Regions from separate parts of the Pan troglodytes genome. Here region 2 is linked to region 1. The links are chromatin contacts, called in public HiChIP or PLAC-seq maps. All regions are on one chromosome and are shown on one strand. Each heading gives the region's core, a stretch centred on a gene start, on an enhancer-like site or on the middle of the called end of the contact. The rest is flanking DNA. Distances are from core to core; before and after follow the strand shown. Region 1 holds the start of ARHGAP35 (Rho GTPase activating protein 35). Region 2 holds the start of ZC3H4 (zinc finger CCCH-type containing 4).

Evidence for each region. HiChIP or PLAC-seq counts read pairs in DNA pulled down with a chosen protein or histone mark.
Region 2: an H3K4me3 HiChIP or PLAC-seq map of stem cell-derived excitatory neurons shows a contact between it and region 1, with 6 times the contacts expected there. The contact joins the promoter of ZC3H4 here to the promoter of ARHGAP35 in region 1. A contact is called at or near these places in 1 of 7 Hi-C or Micro-C datasets (stem cell-derived neural progenitor cells) and 1 of 1 datasets of contacts at active chromatin or transcription factors (stem cell-derived excitatory neurons).

What each region holds. Positions count from the first base shown.
Region 1 is chr20:49,786,822-49,794,756 of NHGRI_mPanTro3-v2.0_pri, reverse strand. ARHGAP35 (Rho GTPase activating protein 35) reads right to left here and starts at 2,891. Exons shown (of 7, transcript XM_016936303.4): 1 at 2,702-2,891.
Region 2 is chr20:50,040,461-50,048,395 of NHGRI_mPanTro3-v2.0_pri, reverse strand. ZC3H4 (zinc finger CCCH-type containing 4) reads left to right here and starts at 3,793. Exons shown (of 15, transcript XM_063801956.1): 1 at 3,793-3,844; 2 at 5,000-5,165. The coding sequence starts at 5,005.

The DNA of each region.
Region 1 (7,935 bases), core at 1,642-4,141:
TTTGAAGACCAGGAAGCTGGAGCCTTTCCCGGGGCAAAGGTGAAAAAGAAATAAGCCCACCTTCCCCATCCCCTCCCACAAGGTCACACTGCAAACCAGAGGCCATTAGGGAAGGCAATACTGTAGTTTCCCTAGGTCCAACTGTGGCCATAACCCCAGGTGGGATCGGAATAATTTGAGAACTGGCATTTCCCCAGCTAGAGGTAAAACTATATATTGAAATAACTTGTCAGCTTGGGGGGAGGGGCGAAAGAGGGGGGAAGGGAAGGACACTCCTAGGGTTGCTGGCTTAGAGGTGGAAGGGGAGAGAGGGTACTCTATGCAATGGCTCAGAGAAGGAAGGAGGGAAAGTGAGAAAGAGAATAAAGATCTGTGAGCAGCTGCAATCCCCTTTTCCAAAGGACACAAAGCTGCAAAGCCCAGAGATCGGAAGGGAGAGAGCAAACAGCAGAGGAAAGAAAATGGGGCAATGGAAAAAGATCTACCTCCCCCCACACTACTAACCTAGTGGAAGTGGGGGAAATGGAGGAGACACTCCCAGACTCCAGAGAGTAGTAACAATCAACCAACCCCCACCTATTTACCCAGATCTCTCAGGATCCCTGGGGAGAGAACCCTCAGGTTTAGGGCGCAGAGAATCTGCAGTCTCAGAGCCTGGAGAGCCTAAGGCCCAATCCAGCCCCTTTGCCTCTGCAGCAGAGGGATGGAGAACAGAGAAAGATATGCCTGAAAGGGGAAGTGCTCAATGGGGAATGGGTGGGCCACGGGTGGTGAGCTGCGAGGAGCAGGTCTGATAGGAACTCAATGGGAAGAGAAGGAGCCTGGCAGGATACAAGGGGAAAGAAAGAAAAAAAAAAGGTGAGGAAGGAAACAAGTCCAAGAGGAACAGAATTGGGAGAGGGATATCAAAGGGGAGTGATAATCTATCACAGCACTGAGGCAGCTCCAAGAGGAAGGTGGGGGGGAATACATAGGAAAGAATGATTAAGAAGACATCTTAATGTCACAATTGGAGTGAGAACTCCAAAAGAAGACAAGAGGCAGAACAGTGGAGGGTGGGCAAATAAAGCAGAGTGAAGGGTGAGGGCTGAATCAAAATGGTGGGGGGAAGAGACTGCCATGTGGAAAACTTAAAAGACTCGGGAGGGAACAGAGAGGGGACACAGTGACAAGAACCCCAGTGTTAAAGGACCGCTCCAAGAAAGGACGGCAATACAGAAGTTAAAAACCGGTCTAAAAATATGCGGGCAAGTGGACAGCTCCGAAGGAGCCGAGCTGGGGAGGGAAACACTAAATAAAGAGGATGGAGCAGAATTGAAAAAAACGAGAAGAAAGTGTAGGTACAAAATGGATCTAGGGGCAGGTCTGTGAGATGCAGAACAGGAAGGGGATGGGTGACCAGCCCGGGAGGTATCAGAGGTATAGTGAGGTTAAAGGGCATGTCTAAGGGCTAAAACGGGGAGGAGAGGAATTGGAGCAAAGAGGGGACAGGAAGCAGTTTTCAGGCAGAGAACTGAAGGAGAGACAGGCCAAAGAAAGGAGAAGCAAATGAATGCAGTAGCTCAGAGGAGTGCCAAAAAGGAGGTGGGGAAGAGAGGAAACCTCCAAGAGAACACGGGCTGAAACTGAAGGCAGTCTGAGTTAGGGATACATCATTTAAGTGAATAGCAGAAATGGGAGACCTGCAGAGTCAGAGAAGGGGGAGGAGGCTGCTTCCCGGGAAGGCAGAGTCAGAAGCAAGCAGGTGAGGGGAGCGCAGCAAGATCTGAGGTCGGGCAAGGGGCAGAGCTGAGAGGCAGAAAGGTCTGGAAGACAGGAAAGGGTCTGAATGGTAAACGGGAACAACAGCTGAGAAGGGGAACAGGCAAGCACGGTGCAGCCAAGTCCGAGGGGATCAGGGGAATGAGCTGGGGCACGGAAGGGTCAGAGAGCCAGCCGAGGGGCATCCCGGGGTGCAGCAGGCTCTGTGAGAGGGCAGACAGAAATGCGGGTAGCAGGGCCCACGAGGGAACGGGATTCAGTCCAAGGGGAAGACCTGGGGCAGCAGTGCCTGGCCGAACAGGGGTCTCAGATGGATCTCCAAAGGGTTGGAACCGCAGGTCCTAAAGGGACAGCTCCCAGGGTGCAACAGATTCTGAGACAGGAATAATAGCACAGAAGGTAGGTCAAAGAAGGGGCCGAGGACAGATCTGAAGGGTGGTGAGAGCAGAATCGAGAAGAGGGAGAAGCGTCACGGATCTCAAAAGTGGGAGCCACAATTAAGAGATGCAGAATGGTCAATGAGGAGAAGATGGGTCCCAGGAGCACTGCAGAGCCCGGGAGGAGTGAAGGGCATTATGGAGGGGTGGAAGGGGGAAGGGGGGCGCAGAATTGGGAACCGGTTGGCTGAAGTCGGGTAGGCTCCGAGGCAGACACCGAGATCCCAACGGGTCGGGGATGGGGGCGGCGGCGGGGACAGCAGGGCTGGGGCGGGCAGGGGCAGGTCCAAAGGGCAGGAGGGCCCCACGGGCCGGGCCGACGCGCGAAGCGACGGGGACGGCGGGGCCCGGGGGGCTGGGGGGGGGGGGCCGCTCCTCCCCTCCCCCTCCAGCTCCTCCATTGTTCGCGGGCTCCGGGCTCCGCCGTCCCCGCCTCCCCCTGGACCCCGCAGCGGGGCGGCGCCCGGCCTCGCCGCCCGGGGCCCGTGAGCTCGCGCACTCACCAGCTGGGCGCCCTCAGCGCGGCCCCGGCCTCCAAGATCCCGGCAGCAACGACGGGGGCCCCGGCGCCATGTTCCCCTGCTCCTAGTCCAGCGGCGGCTGAGGCGGCGGCGGCGGCGGCGGCTCCGGCGGCGGGGGGCCGGGCGGACCCTCCCTCGCGGGTTCCCTCCTCCGCCTCCTCCACCTCCTCCTGCCGCCGCGCCGCGGCTCTCCCTCGGGGCGGGGGGCGGGGAGGGGAAGGGGGGAGGGGCGGGAACCAGGGGGAGGGCGGACCAGCCTCGCTCACTCCCTCCCTCCCTCCCTCCCTCGCAATGGCGGCAGCGGCGGCACCTCCTTCCTGCGACGGCCGCTCCCGCGCGCGCGCCCCCTCGCTACTGCGCGTGCGCGGCGCGTGGACCGTTGCAGGGGTATAACGGCCCCTGGGCGCGCGCCGCGAAGGAACAACCAGCGAGGCAGTGGGGAGAGGTCAGAGCGCGTGCGCACCCGAGGGGCTTACTGCCACAGCCGCTGCCTGAGGTTAGGAACGGCCGCGGACGGTGCAGTGCGCGTGCGCCCCCGAAAATGCCGCTATTGCGGCGGCCGCCGTCGCGACTGAGAGCGAGGCGACTTGCAAACGAGCAGAGGGAGCGGGATGGGCGAGCGCGCGTGCGCGGGGGGCTGCCAGCCGGCGCAGCTGCTGGCGCAGAGCGGAGGGAGTGGTCCGCAGGAGCAGCGCGCGTCTGCGCGCGCGTCTCAAGCAGCCGATCTGCTGCCTCGCGCTGGCTCCTGGAGAAAGCCGAAGGAGAGAGGCATGGCCCGGTTTTGGGGGTGGGGGGCGAAGGGCGCGATCCCGCTCGCGCGGGACCTGACCAGCCAATGGGAAGCAATGGGAGGTGGGTTTGCCGCGCGAGCCGCAGCCGCCGGGATAACGGAGGAGGCCAGAAGGAGCGACGTAACGTGGGGCGGTGGGGCGGGGCTGAGAAGGAGGGAGCGCACCAGAGAGGGAGTTGATTGGAGGATATGAGGAGGCGTGGCCCGCCTCAGCCCAATCCGAGCCCCGCAATTCGTCGTCCCGGAAGAAGAGGCGGGGCTGGAGAGCGCGTGCTCTTTCTCCTGGCTGTGAAGAAAATCTGCAGCCAACGCGCGCGTCCATGCAACTTGTTTTTGGTTCTGTGAACGCCTGATCCCCAGGAGAGGGAAGACGGCCTGGTCCTGTGTGCAGCCCAAGCCTGTCACTTAGCATTGTGCAAATGGCTACAAATCGAATGTCAATTAGGGCGCCTGAAGGGAAAAGAGTAGTGATGGGAGAGGGCACCGCTGTAACCCTTGACTCCTCTGAACTGAGGAGGTGTTCCTCTGGGACTCCTCCGGAAGTACAGATCGTGGAAGATGAACTTCCCGGGCGCCGAGCCAATATTTGTGGAATGCATGAAGAAAGGCTGTTTCCTATTACATTTGGCATTTCTGCCATCAGTCTCTTCATCTATAAAATGGGATAATAATCGTACCTCTCTCGTAGGGCTGCTGTGAAAATTAAATAGATTATATTTTGCAAAGCTCTTGAAATCATGCCTTGCATATAGTAAGCCCTCTGTAAGCGTTGATAAATAAAATTACAGGGGCTTGTTTATTCCATTAATAAAGATTTTTATATTAAAGGATGTTTCCATTGACTTTTTTTTTTTTTTAATGTAGCACTTTTAGGGCCAGGCGCGGTGGCTCATGCCTGTAATCCCAGCACTTTGGGAGGTCGAGGCGGGCGGATCACTTGCGGTCAGGAGTTCGAGACCAGCCTGGCCAACATGAAACCCCGTCTCTACTAAAAATACAAAAATGAGGTGGGCGTCGTGACGGGCGCCTGTAATCCCAGCTACTCAGGAGGCTGAGGCAGGAGAATCGCTTGAACTCGGGAAGCGGAGGTTGCAGTGAGCCGAGATAGCACTGGACTCCAGCCTGGGCAGCAGAGGGAGACTCCGTCTCAAAAAAAAAAAAAAAAGGCACTTTTAATGCATTCAGTCTGATTTTTAGATGTTAGTGGCTTGAAACAACAACAACTTTTCTTTAAGCACTGCGGGGCTGCCAAATCGAGTGCGTGGACTGTCATTACAAACCGTGATGTGTAAGGGACTTTTGAGATTACTTGAGGAGACACAGGAAAGACAAGGTGGGGGGCAGTGAATTCCTGATACCTGTATTTCAAATTAATGTCTTTACAACGCCTATGCAGTGTTCCAAGTCTTTTCAATCTTAAATTTGTGAGCTGGCAGCATCTGGAGAACAAGGACGCTTGGGCTCACTCTGGATCCCCCAAACCCCTTGGGAGCCCATCAGCTCTGATTTACCCTTCAACTCTCAGCTTGAAGTCACCTTCTCAGGGTAGTCTCCCAGATTTGGCCTGATCCCTTGTTCTTTAATAATAAAAATGAGTACTTCGTGCCAAGCAACAGTCTTTTTTTATTTTTATTTTTTATTTTGAGGCAGAGTCTGGGATTACCAGCGTGCGCCACCACGCCCCGCTAATTTTTGTTTTTGTTGTTTTCTCAAGACAGAGTCTTGTTCTGTCACCCAGGCTGGAGTGCAGTGGTGCGATCTCGGCTCACTGCAACCTCCACCTCCCGGGTTCAAGTGATTCTTCTGCCTCAGCCTCCTGAGTAGCTGGGACTACAGGCGCCACATCTGGCTAATTTTTGTATTTTTAGTAGGGACAGGGTTTTACCTGTTCGGGCCAGGCTGGTCCCGAAGTCCTGGCCTCAAGCCATCCACCCACCTCAGCCTCCCGAGTAGCTGGGACTACAGGTGTGTGCCACCACACCTGGCAAATTTTTGTATTTTTAATAGAGACGGGGTTTCACTATGTTGGCCAGGCTAGTCAACATTCTTTTTATTTGTTTTTTTTTTTTGTGGATTTTTTTTTTTTTGAGACAGGGTCTTGCTCTGTTGCCCAGGCTGGAGTGCAGTAGACCAGTCATGGCTCACTGCAGCCTCAACTTCCTGGGCTCAAGCAATCCTCCTGAGCAGCTGGAACTACATGCTCTCACCATGACACTTGGCCAATTTTTTTTTTCTTTTGGTAGAGATGGAGTCTTGCTATGTTGCCCAGGGTGGTCTCAAACTCCTGGCCTCAAGGAGGCCTCCTGCCTCAGCCTCCCAAAACGCTGAGTTTACAGGCATGAGCCACCATGCCTGGACATGCCAGGCAGCAGTCTAAAAGTACTTTAGACCCATTAACTCACTGAATCCTCACAACAACCTTATGAGTAACTTATAAGGTACAGAGAAGTTACACAGCTAGTAAGCAGCAGGTTTGAGATACAAACCCAGACAATTGGGTCACGATGCTACACGTAGCATTTCTTCAGCGTTCAAGGTTTGCAGTTCTGTGTTGGATCCCAGCACTTTAGGAGACTGAGGAAGAAAGATCACTTAAGCCCAGGAGTTCAAGGCTTCAGTGAGCTATGATTGTGCCACTGCACTCCAGCCTGGGCCACAAGGCCAGACCCTGTCTCTAAAAAGATTAAATGAAGTTCTGTGTTGGTATCACCATTTTATGTGTGAGCCCTCTGAAGGCAGGGGACCCTGGCTAGTTCCAAAGTCTGGCCAATGACCCACAATTAAAACTTGTTAATAAATAAAAGTGAATGAGTCAGCCAGGCACAGTAGCTCCGGCCTGTAATCCCAGCACTTTGGAAGGCTGAGGCGGGTGGATTGCTTGAGGCCAGGAGTTCGAAACCAGCCTGGACAACGTGGCGAAACCCTGTCTCTACAAAACATACAAAAATCAGCCAGGCATAGTGGTGCACGCCTATAATCCCAGCTACTAGGGAGGCTGAAGCAGGAGAATCGCTTGAACCCGGGAGATGGAGATTGCAGTGAGCCAAAATCGCGCCACTGCACTCCAGCCTGGGTGACAGAAGGAGACTCCGTCTCAAAAAAAAAAAAAAAAAAAAAAAAAATCCAATGCTAAACAAGGGGGTGGTAGGCACTGGGGACATGGTAGCCAGAGACTACATGGTTGTCCTTCTAGCCTTCTTTGAGATGCTAGCTCAGATGTCCCCTCTTCCAGGAGGCCTTCTCTGATGCAACAGGCTGGGTCAGCTGCTCCTTCCAAGCTCCCACAGTCCCTTTAGGTCTCCCGTCCAAGCCCTGGCCACCTTGGGTGGTCCATATCTGGTGATAGGTCTTTCCCATCGGACTGCAAGGCCCCTGAGGGCAGGGCCAGGGCTGTTTCAGTCATCGTCGATGTCCCTAGCACGGATCCAGGCACAAGGCAGGGGCCCAGGCATTGTTTTACTGCATGAACGGAACCATCAAGGGGTGCATTCCCAGCTCTGCAATTTTTTCCAGTGCGCAAGAGGGCGGATAGTAGTTGAGCAAGCCAACCACAGGAAGCGGGCTTCCCTGGGGGCAGCCGCCTCCGCGCACCCGGCTAGCCTCCACTCCAGGATAAATAAACAAACGAGTAAACAATTAACCGACCGAGAGAAATGCCGACTGCCGGCTTGGGCCGCTGTCAAGATTTCCCAAGCATCGGCCTACGGGCCGAATGGCTGGAGGTCACATTAACGGGAGAGCCGCCGGTGTTGGTTGATAAGAGGCGGGCGTGGGATTCTGGACCTGTATTGGAAACCTGCACAGGCAGAAAAATTCACAAAAGGATTTTGTAAAGAGGGTGGGACTCTGGGGTATACACTCTATTCATTCCTAAGAGTCTGAAAGAATCAGAGAGGGTGGGGACCAGGTCTGCGTGTGACGGAGGAGTCAGTGAGCCCACAGCGCCGCCTGCAAACCGAACAGGGGAAGCTGCAGCTGGAGGATGCCGCGGGGCTGGCAGAACGGTGGACTCTTCAGCCATTGGCCCAAGGGCAGCCAATCACGAGGCAGGAACGGGAGGCGGGGATGCTCAGATTCACCGCGGAATCCCAGTGCCCGGGCCCCTTGCTTAGTAGATAGACGCACTAAATATCTACTGGATGAATGCATAATAAACATCTATTTTTTTAAAAAAATTTGAGACAGGGTCTCGCTCTGTCGCCCAGGCTGGAGTGCAGTGGTGCAATCATAGCCTACTGCAAGCTCTTCCTCCCCAGCTGAAGGGATCCTCCCACCTCAGCCTCCGGAGTATCTGGGACTATAGGCGTGCGCCAGTGCACACGGCTAATTTTTATATTTTTTGTAGAGACAGGGCCTCGCCATGTTGCTCCGGCTGGTCTCGAACTCCTGGGCTGAAGTGATCGGTCCACTTCGGCCTCCCAAAGTG
Region 2 (7,935 bases), core at 2,544-5,043, 250 kb before region 1:
TGCGACACTGCACTCCAGCCTGGGAGACACAGCGAGACTCTGTCTCAAAAACTAACTAAACAGGCAGGGCACGGTGGCTCACACCTGTAATCCCAGCACTTTGGGAGGCCGAGGCGAGCGAATCACAAGGTCACGAGTGTGAGACTGCAGGGCCAACATGGTGAAACCCCGTCTCTACTAAAAACACAAAAAATCAGTTGGGCATGGTGGTGGGCGCCTGTAATCCCAGCTACTTGGGAGACTGAGGCAGAAGAATCACTTGAACCCTGGAGGCAGAGGTTGCAGTGAGCCGAGATTGTGCCACTGCTCTCCAGCCCGTGTGACAGTACGAGGCTCTGTCTCAAAAAAATAAAAATAAATAAATAAATAAATAAAAATTAAAAAGTCAGATGAAGTGTCAGAAGGGCTTGGCAGACAATGTTCCACAATGTTCCATCATGACACTGAAGAAGTACAGGGAATTCCTGCTTGGTGGGATTTTTGTTTTCCCCATTACTTAAAAGCAGATGGCCATCTAGAATTGTAGAATGGCCCCATTGAAACTACAGAGATGGGGCCCCTTCAGGACCATACCTTGAAAAGACAATGGCTGTCCTCTTAGATGTGGTCTATGTTCTCAATCAGTGATTTTGTCCATAACCCAGAATACATGAGGTCCAAAAATCAAGGTGTAAAGGAAGGAATGGCACCATCCACAATCGAACATAGTGAGCTACTTTGGTGTCCTTCCTTTCCATTCCTACAAACCTGCAGTATTAGTTCTTGGTGTGTTAAAGAAAACTTTTTGGACAACATAGCTATGAGCATGAGTGAACATTTTATTACAATCTTACATGCAAGGAAAAAAGGTCTCTTGTTGGCCAATTAAGATTCACTCTAATAGGGACATTTTATAGGAGAAGAGAATCATTATCTAACCATTAGATCTGAGACTGGATCCAGAAAGACGATAGTCAGGGTAAAGGTAACACAATTCTTGGCTGGCAACTGGGGTACCAGGTGGGATGGTGGGGGGAGCACCAGCTTCTCAAAACAAGTTTCATCCACTGATAATTTATTTTAAGCATTTTGTCAGGAATTTTCTTCTCGCTGTGTCACCCAGGCTCTAGTGTAGTGGTGTGATCTCGGCTCCCTGCAACCTCTGTCTCCTGGGTTCAAGCGATTCTCCTGCCTCAGCCTCCTGAGTAGCTGAGACTACAAGCAACTGCCACCACACCCGGCTAATTTTTTTTGTATTTTTAGTAGAGACAGGGTTTCACCACGTTGGCCAGGCTGCTCCTGACCTCGTGATCCACCTGCCTAGAGTTCTCAAAGTGCTGGGATCACAGGCGTGAGCCACTGTGCCTGGCCTTATTTTTATTTTTATTTATTTATTTTTTTTGAGACAAAGTCTCCACTGGAGTACAGTGGCATGATTATAGATCACTGTAGCTTCAACCTCCTGGGCTCCAGTGATTCTCCTGCCTCAGCCTCCCAAGTAGCTGGGGCCACAGGCGCATAGCATGAAGCCGGGCTAATGTTTTGACTTCTTTTTTTTTTTTTTTTTTTTTTGAGACGGAGTCTCGCTTTGTTGCCCAGGCTGGAGTGCAGTGGGGCTATCTGCAAGCTCCACCTCCCGGGTTCAAACCATTCTCCTGTCTCAGCCTCCCGAGTAGCTGGGACTACAGGCGCCCGCCACTATGCCCGGCTCATTTTTTGTATTTTTAGTAGAGACGGGGTTTCACTGGGTTAGCCAGGATGGTCTCGATCTGCTGTCCTCGTGATCTGCCTGCCTTGGCCTCCCAAAGTGCTGGGATTACAGGCGTGAGCCACTGCGCCCGGCCATGTTTTGACTTTTTGAAGAAACTGGGGTCTCACGATGTTGCCCAGGCTGGTCTTGAACCTCTGGGCTCAAGCAATCCTCCTGTGCTAGAATTATAGGCATGAGCCACTGTGCCGGCTGCAACATTTAATTTAATTAAAGTCTTTCTGTCACTCAGGCTGGAGTGCATGATCTTAGCTCACTGCAACCTCTGCCTCCGGGATTCAAGCGATTCTCCCCTCAGCTTCCCGAGTAACTGGTGATTACAGGTGGCGGCCACCACGCTTGGCTAATTTTTTTTTTTTTTTTTTTTTTTTTTTTGAGACGGAGTCTTGCTCTGTCATCCAGGCTGGAGTTCAGTGGTGCCATCTTGGCTCACTGCAACCTCCACCCCCTAGGTTCAAGCGATTCTTCTGCCTCAGTCTCCCAAGTAGCTGGGATTACAGGCGCGCCACACCATGCCTGGCTAATTTTTTGTATTTTTAGTAGAGACGGGGTTTCGTCACGTTGGCCAGGCTGATCTCAAACTCCTGACCTCAAGTGATCCGCCAGCCTCGGCCTCCCAAAGTGTTGGGATTATGGGTGTGTGCCACCACGCCCCGCTGCCAGCTGGAACATTTAAAAAACAGTAGGATCCGCTGGGTGCGGTGGCTGACGCCCGTAATCCCAGCACTTTGGGAGGCCGAGGCGGGCGGATCACGAGGTCAGGAGATCAAGACCATGCTGGCTAACGCGGTGAAACGCCGTCTCTACTAAAAATACAAAAAATCAGCTGGGCGTGGTGGCGGGCGCCTGTATTCCCAGCTACTTGGGAGGCTGAGGCAGGAGAATGGCGTGAACCCGGGAGGCGGAGCTTGCAGTGAGCCGAGATCCGCGCCACTGCACTCCAGCCTGGGCGACAGAGCGAGGAGACAGACTCTGCCTCAAAAAAAAAAAAAAAAGGATCAATATACCAGGAAGTCACATGGTGCCTCTGTCTCCAGATTTATCACTGTTGACACGGTTTTTCTCTCTTCCTGGAATCTAAGTGGTCTTTGCTTTGTCAGGGCCTGAAATAAGGTATTTCTTTTCTTTTTTTTTGAGACAAGGGTCTCACTCTGTTGCCCAGGCTGGAGTGCAGTGGCATAATCTCGGCTCACTGCAGCCTCACGACCTCCCGGGATCGGGCGATTCTCCCTCTTCAACATCCCGAGCAGCTGGGACTACAGGTGTGAGCCATCATGTCCTGCTAATTTTTGTATTTTTAGTAGAGAAGGGGTTTTACCATGTTCGTCAGGCTGGTCTCCAACCCGAGCTCAAGCGATCCGCCCGCCCCGGCATCCCAAAGTGCTAGGATTACAGGCGTGAGCAACATCGCCCCGCCTGAAATAAGGTATTTCTTCTGCCTGGAACCATCTCTTCTTTTTCATGTACCAGCCTAAAAGAACAATTACAAGACTCTCCTCTAACACTCCACCCACCCCCTTTATTCTTTAACTCTGTTTCTCTCCCTTGGGGCATTATCGGTTAAGTTCCATGAAGACAGAAACTGTTCCCATGGTCCATCACAGGGACTGGCACTGTAGAAAGAGCTAACAAGTATTTAAGGAAGATCCCTGGATTCGAGGTTACAGTGAGGTATGATCGTGTCACAGCACTGCAGTCTGGGCGACAGAGCAAGACTCTGTCTCTTAAAAAAAAAATCTTGCTGTGCTTTTTAGAACTAATCCTATGACCGTGAACCGATTACTTAAAACACCGAACTTCAGTCTGCAAATGGGAATAGCAGCAGCTTATGTTAGGACGGTTATGAGGGTCAAAAGATTTTGTTTGTACACAGTCTACGACACCGGCCAGTGTTTCTAGCTCTGCTATTTGAGAGCCTTCCATGGGTCCTACACCCCAGGTCCTTAAACTCCCCTGAGGGACTACCAAGCCCCGCCCCTCTCGCATCCAATGATGACATCATCGACTGAGTTGTCGAGTGACGTCACCTCCGGGCTGGCTGGGCTTCATCGCTTCTCCGGAAACCTCCGACTCTCGGCACCTGGCCTCCAGCTTTCGGTTATTTTTTTCTTTCCCTCTCCGTAGCCTGAATTCCTTCCCTCCCATTCTCCCACCTAAAACTATTGGCTCTTCCCGCCTTCCTTCAAACTAGCAATTTTCGGTTTTTCCCTCTTGCTCTCCTGCGAATTCCTGAAAGTCGTTTATTCTCTTAATTAATCGCCCCTTCAGCCCCGCCCGTTCAGCTCATTCTCTTAATCGCATTACCCTGGCTGCTTTTCTTTCGGCTGTTTCCACCTCCTGCCACCCACCCGGACACCGCTTTCGGCTCTTTCCGGACCGTCTCAGTTTCTCCTCCTTCCCCGGTCCCGATCGGCTTAGGCTATTTATGGCTCCCCTAGGTTTCTCATGCTCTCTCTAGCCCCACCCATATCACCACCTTCAGCTCTTTCTGGCTCTCCCCTGTCGCCTCCTCTCTCCTGCTCAGCTCCTTTCGGCTATTTCCGCCTCCCCTCGGCCTCGCCCTTTGCCTTCGGCTCTTTCCGCCGGCCTTCGGGCAAGCGGTCTCTACCCCTCTCCTGCACGTGACACGGCCTCCGCCTCCGCCTCTCAGTTCCCCCTCCCATCTCACCCTTCCTCCCGCCTCAGCCTCTAGGCTGGTTCGGGCCGAGCCGCCATTTTGTGTCAATTCCTGATTGCGGCGGGGGCCGGGCAGCCGGGGCACCCAGGACGGGCAGACAAGGGAGACAGTCGGCCCGTCTCCGCGGCCCGTTCCCTCTCTCCCTCAAATCCTTTTTTTCTTTTTAACACCCCCACCCCCCTCGCTCGCTCTCCTCTTCTCCCCTTACCCTTCGCTTGCTCCATCGCGCGCGGCCCGCGCTAATTACACCCAACCACCCACCAGTGTCCGTGTCTCCCGGGTCTTCCGCCCCCCGGGCCCGCGGGGGTGCGTGGGGGGGGGGGGGCTCTCGCCCCTATGAGGGCCCCGCGCCAGTGAGCGAGTGACCGCAAGGGTGGGCTGCGGAGAAAGCAGGCGGCGAGCGGCCCTCCGAGGCCTAGGCCGTGCGGCCTACGCGGAGGTCAGCGCAGAGGTGATTCCGAAACCGAAAAAATATATACCCCATTCCCATCAGGAGCCCTCCGAGCTTAAGTGTGCCCATCCCGCCACGCCCAAGCAGTCCTTTTTCGTGCATTAACATCCCCTCCCCCCCAAAGGAACTATGGAGGCCGCGCCCGGGACCCCCCCGCCGCCGCCATCAGAGTCGCCGCCGCCGCCATCGCCGCCGCCGCCATCAACGCCTTCGCCTCCTCCGTGTTCCCCCGACGCCCGCCCGGCCACCCCGCACCTCCTCCACCACCGCCTCCCGCTCCCTGACGACAGGTCAGGCCCCCGGTTGGGCCGGGGCTGCGTCCCCGGGGGGAGGAAGAGGAGGAGGAGGAAGGGGGGCGGCCGCCATGTTGGGCCGGGCCGCGGAGGAGGAGGAGGAGGAGGAGGAGGAAGGGCGGGGTCGGTGGGTGTCTCTCGATCGCTTGCTCGCTCGCTCTTTCTCGCTTGCTTTCTCTCCCGGCCTCATGCGTTTCCCCCCCCTCGCGGCGCTCGCCCGCTCTCCCTCGCTCTCGCTCTGTCTTTTTTGGGCGCCATGCTGAGGGGAAGGTGAGGAGGCGCCCCTCGGACCCCCCGCGCCCGTCCGCCTGTCCTGGGGAGGGGGCGCCGTGGGGGGTGCTGCGGAGACCCACGGGGGTCCTGGCTGCCCCTGCGCCCGGAGCTGGCAGCTACGGGCCCGCTTGCCCGTCGCCTGGCTTCGGGGAAGGGGATGGGGGAGGGGCTCCGGGCCCTTTTTGGGGGGATCTCGAACAACAGCCCCGCTCTTAAGGGTTTGGGGTTGGGGGTCTCCCAGCCCCCGGCAGTATCCTTTCTCCTGGGGGAGGCACACCCTGTCCTACTTGGATGATAGGTACTTTAGCTTAGGAGGCAGAAGGTGGGGGTTCATTCAGGTCCCTTCTCCATCCTTGTAATTGGGGGTCATTTGGGTGGGTGCTCTTAGCACTTGTATTTTTTGGCGGGGGGTGTTTTTTAGCTATCCCCTAGAAGGCCGAATTGGGGAGGGGGGAGATGCATCTCCAGCCCTTTTGATGAAAACTCCTGCCTATTTTTTTAGAGAAGACTCTTCCCCGTGTTTTTGCTAAAGGGCAGGGGTCCTCTCGCTTTTCGTAGGTAGGTGACGTGAGGGAGGATTCTCAGCCTTGTTTTGCGGGGGTAAGGTTTGGTTTCCCTGCCTTGTAGGGAGAGGAAGTTGGTCCCGCGCTTTCTCCTGGGGTTCCCCCCTCTGTCGGGGTAAAATGGGGCACCGTCTCTTCCGGGAGAGAAAAGGAGATTTCCTTGTGCTTTGGCAGGGCGTTAAAGGAAGCGCCCCCTTCTCTTTATTAAGTGCGAAACGCGGGCCCCCCACGCCCTTCTCTGGCTGGCGGGTGATAATGGGGTCAGCCCGGCGCGTTTCAGGGCGAGGTTGGGGCCCCGTTTCCTTCCCCTGCTCGAGCAGAAGGAGTTGGGGTGCAGGGTTCGCCCACTGTTTCCTGGTGGGGCGAGAGAAGAGGCGGCTGGAGAGTAGGTTTGGACACGGACGGTGGGTTTCAGCCGGCAGGAAAGCGAGTCTTGGAGGGAGTGGGGGTGGAGAGGGGAAGAGAACGCTCTGGACAGATGGCTACTCCGTCGCAGCCCTGGCTGGGGAGCCGCTGAGGACCCTCCCTTAGCCGGGGGTCTCAGCCAGGGCTTCCCTTGCCAGGCTCTACGTACGACCCCTTCTCCCCACTCCCACCTCCCCTTTCCCCTTTCTCCTTCACAGACCATACTTTGCCTTTTAAAAGAAATGCCACCCACATTCAGAGACACAAGTGCAGCAGTTTGGTGAGCTTTTACAACATTTTTTTTTCTGTTTTGTTCTAATTAAATGTATCGTCCTGGGAATCGCAGCCCATCGCAGCCCGACTCCAGTTCAAGGAAATAAACAGATTAGCAAAGGTCTGTTCGCTAAGCCCTCGTTGGGCTTCCGGGCCCCCTCTCCGGGGGCAGGTGCATTACTCAAAGGTGCTTACACGCTTTATTCGACCTCTAAGGAGTTCTCTTATGTCAGAAGTGTATGTCTTACAATGGGTTGGGATGGTAAGTAGCCTCTTTTATTGAGTAATTCAATGATCTCCCTCTTTTTCTCCCTTTCCTGCCTGCCTTCCTCCTCGCCTTTAGACCAAAGTGATGCTTGAGAGTGAATTGATATGTTCGAATCAGGATTCTAACCCTGTTGAGCCCTTTTAGACTTGCACATCCTTTCAATGTTTAATTTTTAAAATTTGACGTACACAGTTTTCTCAGAAAAAAAAGTGTGTTACTGTAACATGACAAAAATCGATGTAAAAGGCCCGTATGTTTTCAGACCCTTGGCATCCTTCTTTCCATTTCAATCCATTGCTTTGTCTCCAGCCTTCATCTTTGAAGAAAGTGGATACTTCAAGTCCATTTGTAGGAGACAAGCTTACTGGATTTGATTTATGATACAGGTATTCAAATTAATGGTTCCCCTCCCCCCCACTCCCCAAAAAAGATTGGTTCAAGTAGCTCCAATTTTCTCATTTTACTCCAATGTCTCTTGTGGTGATGGACGTTAAAATTGAGCAAGTCATTTGTAAAGTACTGTTGAAGCACAAAATCTGTAAACTGTGTCAAGCCCCCATCTCTGCCCGTCTCCACTGCTCCTTTGTTCGAAAGCACATGTCTGACTGTGAAAAGTTGATGCAAACGTGTTACACGCCCAGTCATGTTGGAGGGAACACCTCCTCCAGCCCCCAGTCCCCCCGGCCTACACGTAACAAGGAAAAAACAGCAACAGAAATGACTTGCAGAACCAAACACTGTACTTCTGATGTGTTTTACAAGCATAAGTTCCGTTAAAAGACAAAACACGTTGAAGTTGCATTTTCCCTGTTTCCCACTTTTGATCCCTGACATACTTAGAGAACCCTGGCCCTCTCCAAAAGAACCGTTTTGTTTTTTTCCTTCTTACAAGGAAAAAAGGTCACGCACATGTAGATGAGGAAACTGCAATTCAGTAGGCCACTTGTTTTCTTCCTCTTAATATGTTCACAACTGCCGTAGAGTG